Linked DNA regions of Mus musculus: all the other regions are linked to region 2. The links are chromatin contacts, called in public HiChIP or PLAC-seq and promoter capture Hi-C maps. All regions are on one chromosome and are shown on one strand. Each heading gives the region's core, a stretch centred on a gene start, on an enhancer-like site or on the middle of the called end of the contact. The rest is flanking DNA. Distances are from core to core; before and after follow the strand shown. Region 1 overlaps Hecw2 (HECT, C2 and WW domain containing E3 ubiquitin protein ligase 2). Region 2 has its middle 55 kb from the start of Gtf3c3. Region 3 holds the start of Stk17b (serine/threonine kinase 17b (apoptosis-inducing)).

Region 1 (2,700 bases), core at 12-2,511, 520 kb after region 2:
TTTTTTTTTTTTTTGTCTGTTTGTTTTGTTTTTCGAGACAGGGTTTCTCTATGTAGTCTTGGTTGTCCTGGAACTCACTCTATAGACCAGGCTGGCCTCGAACTCAGAAATCCACCTGCCTCTGCCTCCCAAGTACTGGGATTAAAGGTGTGCGCCACCACACCCAGTTTAAGGTTTTTGTTGTTGTTTAAAAAAAAAAAAAAGACCTTTCTCATGTTTGACATCAACCCTCAACTATAGGCAAATTAGAAATAAAATGCTTTTGCAGGATCCAGTGGCTGGGAAACTGCCCTGGAGGTCTCCATAGGATCAACACCCCTCAGGCAATGCTTTGTTTATCCCTGAGGGCTAAACAATGCCACAGGGCAGTGTTTTGTTTGCTTTCTTGCTATTTTCTTTTTCTTGAGACAGGGCTTTTCTGTATAGACCTGTCTGTACAGGAACTCACTCTGTAGACCAGACTCAGAGGTCTAGCCTGCCTCTGCCTCCCTGTGCTGGGATTGAAGGAGCCCACCATCGTGGCCAGGCTTGTGTGTTTTCTTTTTTTGTTTGTTTTTTGTTTTCTGAGACAGGGTTTCTCTGTATAGTCCTGGCTGTCCTGGAACTCACTTTGTAGACCAGGCTGGGCTTGTGTGTTTTCTATGTTGGTCTTGACCTTGACTCTCTCTCTCTCTCTCTCTCTCTCTCTCTCTCTCTCTCTCTCTCTCTGTTGTCCTATATCTTGCTGAAAAGCCCTTTCCATTTTTGTTGCTATGAAAGCAAGATTCCAAAGGATTCAATTACTCCCCATCTTTTGACTCTTAAGACCTTTGAGGAGGGTGTGTCACTTCTCAATCTAGCAGGTGACTGACCCTTTTAACTGACCTGTACTGAATTAGTTCTAGAAAGAGTATAGCCTGCCAGATAGTCAGGAACACTATTGATCTGCTAGTGCAAGAATAAGATGTTTCTATAAAAATAAAGTATAGAAAAACAAAAGTCATATGTTTTTGAAAGGCGGGCAGAAGTAGAAACAGGGAACAAACAACCTCTGACAGTAGAGACTTTTAATGTGTGGGGGTGGGGGGTGGGGGGTTGGTAAAAGTCTCTAGAGGAGAATCCCTAAGGATGGAAAGTCTGCCTTATGCACCGAAGTCAGTATAGGGCAGAAGGGGAGACTGGGGAGGAGTCTGAAATCAGCCATTACAGGGAGCAAAGGATGAAAGCTGAGTATTAAGAAAAAGAATGTCTTGTGGTGGGTAAACATCCCTGGGCAGCCATTGTCAGGTGTCAGCAGGGGGAGAGGCGGGATTAGGAAAATATGTCTGGAATGAGGATTGCTGTAGTCTCACTGCCCAGAAACCAAAAGGGAAAAGCTTTTTAAAATGGCATGGCCTTGGCTACAAGTCTCAATCTTCTTCTCTCCTTAGTTAAACAGTCTTTAGATGGTAAGTCTTAAATATCTTAGTTAATTATAGCTAACTACCACAGTCTATCTGAGTTTCTTATATGTAAAACGATCTCACAAATAAAGAGCAAGATTGCTTCCTCACCTGCTTGGGGAAATAAGTATGTTCACTGAAACTAAAGGGCCTTTGAAGAAGTTGGAAAATTTACTCACACATAGTGATTCTACAGTTATGGCATGTTGTACATTTAGGTCTTGACTGTCATTTCATTTATTAAATGTATTTATTAATAGTATGCAATGAAGCAATATACTATCTGTCTTTAATAAATAATATTTACTACTTATTGGAAGTGGGGGGTTGTCTATTCACATTCTAAGTTCTTCTGTATTTTACTTTAAGTTTATTTCAGTCAAAGGCTTAAGAGTGTGCTTGCCACATACTAAGTGAATCTGTGTCTCCTTGGTGTTTTATATTTTAAAGAAGAGAATTAGTTCTGGTAAAAATGTACTTGGTTATCTGTACACTAAGGTGTGAGAGAGTCTGTGTAGCTTTAGGATATGATTCAAATCACATTAAACCCATGTAAAGATATTTTTCTATTGCTATTATAAAATATAAAAAATGTAAATGACTTGAATTTGTTATTGATTATTCATTTCCTATATACTCTCAATAACTGATTTGATTTAAAATGTACTTTTATCAGGTTTATCGAGTGATTAGTAAATTCAGACATATGAAATAGGAAGTAATTAGTAAATTTGGATGTATAAAAAGTTTTAAAGTTGTATAGCAAAAGATGCAGGGCTTGATGAAGAGGTCAGGGTGGATTGGGTGGGTGTGTGCTTTGACTGAACAAATCTGACTTTGTATATGTACTGTATTCACACTATGAAACTCACAGGTACAGGGGATACCATGTAGAGAACATTCTTGGTGCCATTGGTAATAAAAAGCAGGAAGTTGGGGAAAGACATAGGGATAATAAACTAGTATATTCATAGAATGGCCTGATATACAGCCACCTAAACCTTTATGTATCCACACAGATATCAGACTACAATAATATTTTTGATTGAGGATGTAGGTAAAATTCAAGCATAATAAATACTTACAGACAACATTTAGCAATGTTTATGACAAAACTATGTTTTATCTGTGCACGGATGTTTCTGAGTATGAAACTATGGAAGGAAACTACCTGTTAAATCACAATGGAAGAAAACAAGAAAGCCCTCATAGAATCCTACCTCCTCCTCACTGTGGAAGCAGCTTACTTGGCCTCATTGGCTAACGTATATCCTCTGTT
Region 2 (2,700 bases), core at 156-2,655:
TTTAGTATCTGTTATCCAGTCTCTGCATGCTTAGAAGGCTCAGGGCTTGACTGAAGTTTTGGCTGCATCTGTCAGAAAGGTTGGATGAAGTGAGGTCATCTGGAATCTCCAGATCCCTGAAGCTGTTTTGGAAGCAGTGGATTGTGCAGGATGCACAGAGCAGTTAAGGATAAATCTTTGCTCCTTGTTTGAACAGGTGGAAGGCAGCTGTCTTTTTTAATGAGTTAATTTGATCATAACCAATTGTAATCTTTATTCATGCCATATGAAGGATGGCATGAAGAATCTTAAGGATTTCATAGTCAACAAAATTTATTGTCTAATTTTAGCTGAAGTTTTGGCTAAAGACATTTTTATGTCTAAACCAGTTACTGAGCTGTTCCCATGTATAGGAATCAGCAAATCAGTTACCCGTCCTGCTTGATGTTTTCAAATTTTTCTTTTTTGTAGCCAAGAACTTCAGGAGATCTTTCTGTCATATTTGATCCATATCACTTTGGAAGCGGTCCAAAGCCTTTTCTTTTCTATTAACACAAATACAGAGCCTCTCTCCCAAAATAACATGTCCTTGGTTCAGGATCCCAAACTTATAACCACATGCATTTTGATAAATAAAACAATTCAAAGCAACTAAAGCAATCTAAGCAAATATTATTATCTATTGAGATAGTGTTCCCCCACAATTTCCTGCCCTGATCTACATGAGATCAAGGCCTAAATTATTCATATGTATACTTAAAATTCTCTCTTCTATGGAAATTAGTATCTCTGTGGATATGTATGTCCCATTTCTCTTTATAATACTTAAATTAACATAAGTTTCTACTGTCTGAGATAAGATTTCTCTACTTCTCTTCCCCTGCTCTTGACCTACCATTTAAGATCAAAAGCCTCAATTTATTTATTAACTTTCTATACTTTCCTATGTATTCAGCTTCAATTAAATTCCCTTCTACTTACTGTATAAGCCTATTTCCAGACTCTAAATTTGTCAAACCAGGCTAAGCAGTCCCAGAAATTCCATGTAGACCATATTGAGATCCCTAATGCTGCCCTGGCATAGACCTTTTCAAATTTCTTCTAATGCACTTTTCTCATTTATTCTATTCTATTGAGATTAGTATCTCTGTGGATCTATCTATCTATCTATCTATCTATCTATCTATCTATCTATCTATCTCTTGAATTAACATTCTTTCCTTTGTGTTTAACTTTAAGTTGCCTTTTAATACTTAAAAAACCGCTTAAACATTACCATTGTACTTTAATCTATCCTTAAAAACAATTAAATTACATTCCACTCATCTTTATCTTTTGATTACCTGCTTGTTGAAGGAGAGCAGTCTCTATTGTCTGCCTTCCTCTCCCTTCTGAGCAGCCTGTCTGTTTGCACAGCAGGGGCTCCCAGCTCCTGAGAGTTCATACTCTCTGAGCCAGCCAGAGGCCTTTGCTAAGGGTGGGTGGGTGCTGTGTGCCTTTGTTCTAGTTCCAAGGCTTGTGCAGCTTGGGGAAGACCCATGTGACTCAGCTGAGAAACCAATTCTCCCTCCCTCCTAAACTCAAGTCACACAGTGATTGTTTTCCATTCAGTATCTCCAATTTTTAAAAGCAAGTTCTTGCCCCAGGTTGGTACTCCGTCTTGTATTTTCTTATGTGCATTAAATAACAGTACATTTAGAGTTAAGCTTAATAATTTCATTGTTTTAATACATCAACTTTTAATATTATATATATGATATGCATGTCAGAAGTGCTGGATAGCACCAGGGAAACATGAGGACTGATGATATGAATTCACAGTGACTGTAGCATGCACAAGACTTATGCAAGTTAAAAACCAGACAGAATCCCAGTACTGAGAAGAGGAAGTGGATATAAAGTCCCACCTCTAACTGAGACACTCTGCAGTTAATACCTGCTGGGAAGGGAAAGTCAGTGTTTCCAGTGGGCTATTGTTGGGAATATTAACCATAGTCTAAGGCAGGCCCCATGCCCAGAAGTAATTGGGCAACACAAAATGAACCCCATTTTTCTTATCTTGTATGCACTCGTTCTTTTAGTATATTTTGTCTTTTTTTTTAAAAAAAATTAAAAATTAAAAAGTTTTAGTTTTTGTTTTTAGAGCAAGAAAGAAAAAGGTCATAGAGTTGGTGGAAAGGGAATGGGGAGGATCTGGGAGGAGATGGGGGAGGAGGAGGAATGATAAGAATATAGTGTGAAAAAATTCATTAAAAAACTTAAAAAGATTATGTATGGCTACACATACATGTATATGTAATATGTATAATTTCAGGTAAAAAAAATAGGATCCCTTAAGGCAGAATAAAAAACCGTGGTGTTATTTGCTCCCTATCCTTTTCCTTCTGTATAGCTCTTCCCTCCTCCTTTGCAGTGGGAGCCCCTCCCCACTATTCTACCATATCTTCATTATCATCATACATTTTGGACAGGACTCATAATTTGAGCTGGATCTGACCGGAAGGTGTTGGCTAGTCATGTCACTCAGGCCACTCCCTTTGTAAATTTTGTGTATTTTGTAAACCCACAAGGCAAGAAAGTGGACACCTCCCCTTCCCTGAGAAGGTCTATCAGCCAGGCCCCTCCTCAGGACCTCCCTAATTGTCATAATGGCACTTCCAACTTCTGTAACTGTCACAGAGGTCATCTCCAGCCCCTTAATAGGACCCTCCCCTGATTATG
Region 3 (2,700 bases), core at 19-2,518, 600 kb after region 2:
CCTTAACATTTATGCTTCCCTGGCTAAAAAGATGCAACATTATCCATTTGACAACACTTAAAGAATCAATACATTATACTGAGGCCTGTCTAAATAACAACACAGACCTCATGAAATGGTTTTGATAACTTTAAATGCATGTGTCCTGGGACATACACTGCTTGGAAGGGCAAGCAGATGGCTTGAAGAAATCTTGGTTAAATGTGACAGGGGAAGAACATAAAATGGTTGCTAAGATGTTCTAAAAGCAAGAGAGTTCCACTCACAGAATTTTTCCCAATAGTTTTTTATACCTACTAAAAAAGTACCCTTCAGCAGTTCTAGATTCTATGTGTAGATGCTACATATAAACGTATAAGTAACCTAGGATCTTATATGTATGTAAACCTACTGTATCTAGCACGAAACTTTCAGTTTTTAAACAGTCTTCAATAGTTAACAGATCTGGGGGCCTGGGGGTGGAACTTAGAAGTGGAACCCTTGCTAAGCATGTGAAAGGCCCTGTGTTCTAACACTGCTAAGAAAGAAAGAGAGAGAGAGAGAGAGAGAGAGAGAGAGGGAGGGAGGGAGGGAGGGAGGGAGGGAGGGAGGAAGAAAGAAAGAAAGAAAGAAAGAAAGAAAGAAAGAAAGAAAGAAAGAAAGAAAGAAAGAAAGAAAGAAAGAAAGAAAGAAAGAAAGTAGCAATGGGCATTGAGCAGGTACAAGTTTTCCTCATTTCCCCTACCACAGTAAACCAGCAATTAGTTCATCTTCAGATTCTCCTACAGTGTCTTGAGCTAGTTAGTGTCTTAAGACATCCAGCTGTAGAGACTAGGATCCTGGAGTCCTATTTATGGCTTCAAGAACCCATAGCAAGCTGGAATCTCTATTTGTAGGGTAGGTTCAGGAGGTAAGGAAGAGGACAAGGAAGATTTGAAACACAGAACTTTAATCATCACAAGTCAAAGAGCCCGGACATCGGCTTCTTTCATCTCTTGTGTCCCGATACTTACACATCCCGGAACTACTCTGAAGGTGGAAAAAGTGGGAAAAGAGGCGCGGACCCCCCCCCCCCCCCAACCCGGCCTGCACACTGTCCAGTTCTAGGCTACATCCAGCAACCAAGTCTTCAGGCGCTCGGCGCTCCGCCCACTCCCCGCCCCCCTCCTGAGGCCCGGCCTCACAGCACGCGCTGCCGGCCGCCGCCCCGCCCCGCCCCCACGTGACAACCCCACCCTCCGTAATCGCTCCGATTGGCTCTTGGGCAGCAGAGGGCGGAGTCTGTGTCGAAGTACAGTGTCCCAGACGCGGCTGCACTTTTCAAACCTCAACTGTAAGAAGCGTCGGTCAGCGTCTGTGCGGTCGCCGCCGGGAGTCGCCTCACAGGGGCCTGGCTGACGGCGACCAGCCGTTGTGGGGAAGAGTGCGAGGTGAGCCCGTGTAGCCGTGGCCCGGTCGGAGGGAGGGCAGAACCCGCGACGGCGCGGAGCTGCGGCGGAGCGGTCGGTGTGGGGGCGCGGGGACCCTGCGGCGAGCCCGAAGGCCAGAGCCGGCGTCCCTGAGCGCGGCCATGCCCGATAGCCTCCGCGGCGTCTCGACGTGGTCCTCCGGGTGGCTCCGGGGCTCGCGTGCTGTGGGCGCGGGACGCCTTCACGTCGGGGCGGGTGGACGCGTCCGGCCAGCAGCCTGGGAGAAACTTTGCGGTCATCGCGTGGGCCGCTGTCAGTCCCGGCGTGGGGAGCCACAGCTGTTTCCGTGACTTTTTGGCTTTAAAGCAGTGGGAATTCTTCTGTACTTGTGACCCATCCTCAGACTAGACAGCCACATCATGGCCACGGTCTGGATCTTTATCCCGACTCGGCCTTACCGTGGGAAAAGCGCTTAATTTGGCTTCACTCTCGGGATATAGATGAGTGGAGACAAAGTTGAAAGAAACTTCACGGCCGGCCGGCTGGTGGCTAGTGGCCGTGGCTGTGCTGGGACTAGAGAAGCGCTGGCTTCAGCTTGCAAGTTGGAATTAAGAAATACTTCTGAAAGCCTAGGAATTTCAACCATAATCATTAGCTTGCAGTGTGACATTCACTGAGGGTTTGGCTGACGTCATGTTTACATACATGGTACCGATAACACCGAACCTCGCCGGCAGGTTTGATACCGTGTGGACTTTTTAAGTGTTCAAGACTGGGAGAGAGGCTGTGCCTTGAGCAGCAAGGTCTGCAGAGGTAACGAGGCAAGTGGAGGCATATGTAACATGGAATTTAGAACTCCAGGAGCACAGTTTTATTATGGAGAGATATAAACTCCTTTCTCATTGGTACAGTCTTCACAGTGAGATGCCCAGAAATGGTTTTCAACAACTTCATAAAAATTGAATCACAGTGCCTTAAAATTGTGTATATTAAAAAACACTAGTCCATGGAAATCGTGACCAAATTTTAGACCTGTCTTTTCACCTAATCTTTTTGATATTAATTTAATTTTTTGGTAGTTTTAATATTTCAAGTAATTGGTTTTTTTGAGATACACATACATTTTAGATAATTTTCTGGAATGAAGGTTTACTATTAAAGTAAATTTACTTACATGACAGTATGCTTAAGTTAGAGAAGTAATATTTCTGTGATTTCAAAATTTTTTGTATGTGGATAGATTGGTAATAGTTTTTCTTGGATTTTTTTTTTTTTTTTTTTTTAAAGTAAGAATTTAGTTTCAGGAGATGGC

The links. Promoter capture Hi-C pulls out the DNA fragments that hold promoters and counts their contacts. HiChIP or PLAC-seq counts read pairs in DNA pulled down with a chosen protein or histone mark.
Region 1: an H3K27ac HiChIP or PLAC-seq map of embryonic stem cells shows a contact between it and region 2, with 2.0 times the contacts expected there. The contact joins two enhancer-like sites. A contact is called at or near these places in 2 of 115 datasets of contacts at active chromatin or transcription factors (cardiomyocytes and embryonic stem cells).
Region 3: a contact with region 2 is called in a promoter capture Hi-C map of embryonic stem cells, with 2.7 times the contacts expected there. The contact joins the promoter of Stk17b here to the enhancer-like site in region 2. A contact is called at or near these places in 8 of 39 promoter capture datasets (the 3T3-L1 cell line, 3T3-L1-derived adipocytes, embryonic stem cells and 2 more) and 4 of 115 datasets of contacts at active chromatin or transcription factors (acute myeloid leukemia, embryonic stem cells, large pre-B cells and 1 more).

Annotation. Positions count from the first base shown.
Region 1 is chr1:53,865,167-53,867,866 of GRCm38.p6, reverse strand. The region is part of intron 18 of Hecw2 (HECT, C2 and WW domain containing E3 ubiquitin protein ligase 2); the gene reads left to right. Among named protein-coding and RNA genes, the nearest start is that of Mir7681, 17 kb to the right of the region's middle. Within about 2 kb of position 1,261, at least 28 of the 459 cell types and tissues checked have an H3K27ac peak or open chromatin away from gene starts, as enhancers often do. A contact at or near this core is called in embryonic stem cells, where this site is marked.
Region 2 is chr1:54,383,151-54,385,850 of GRCm38.p6, reverse strand. No RefSeq gene overlaps it. Among named protein-coding and RNA genes, the nearest start is that of Gtf3c3, 55 kb to the left of the region's middle. Within about 2 kb of position 1,405, at least 3 of the 459 cell types and tissues checked have an H3K27ac peak or open chromatin away from gene starts, as enhancers often do. A contact at or near this core is called in embryonic stem cells, where this site is marked.
Region 3 is chr1:53,783,783-53,786,482 of GRCm38.p6, reverse strand. Stk17b (serine/threonine kinase 17b (apoptosis-inducing)) reads left to right here and starts at 1,268. Exons shown (of 8, transcript NM_133810.3): 1 at 1,268-1,409.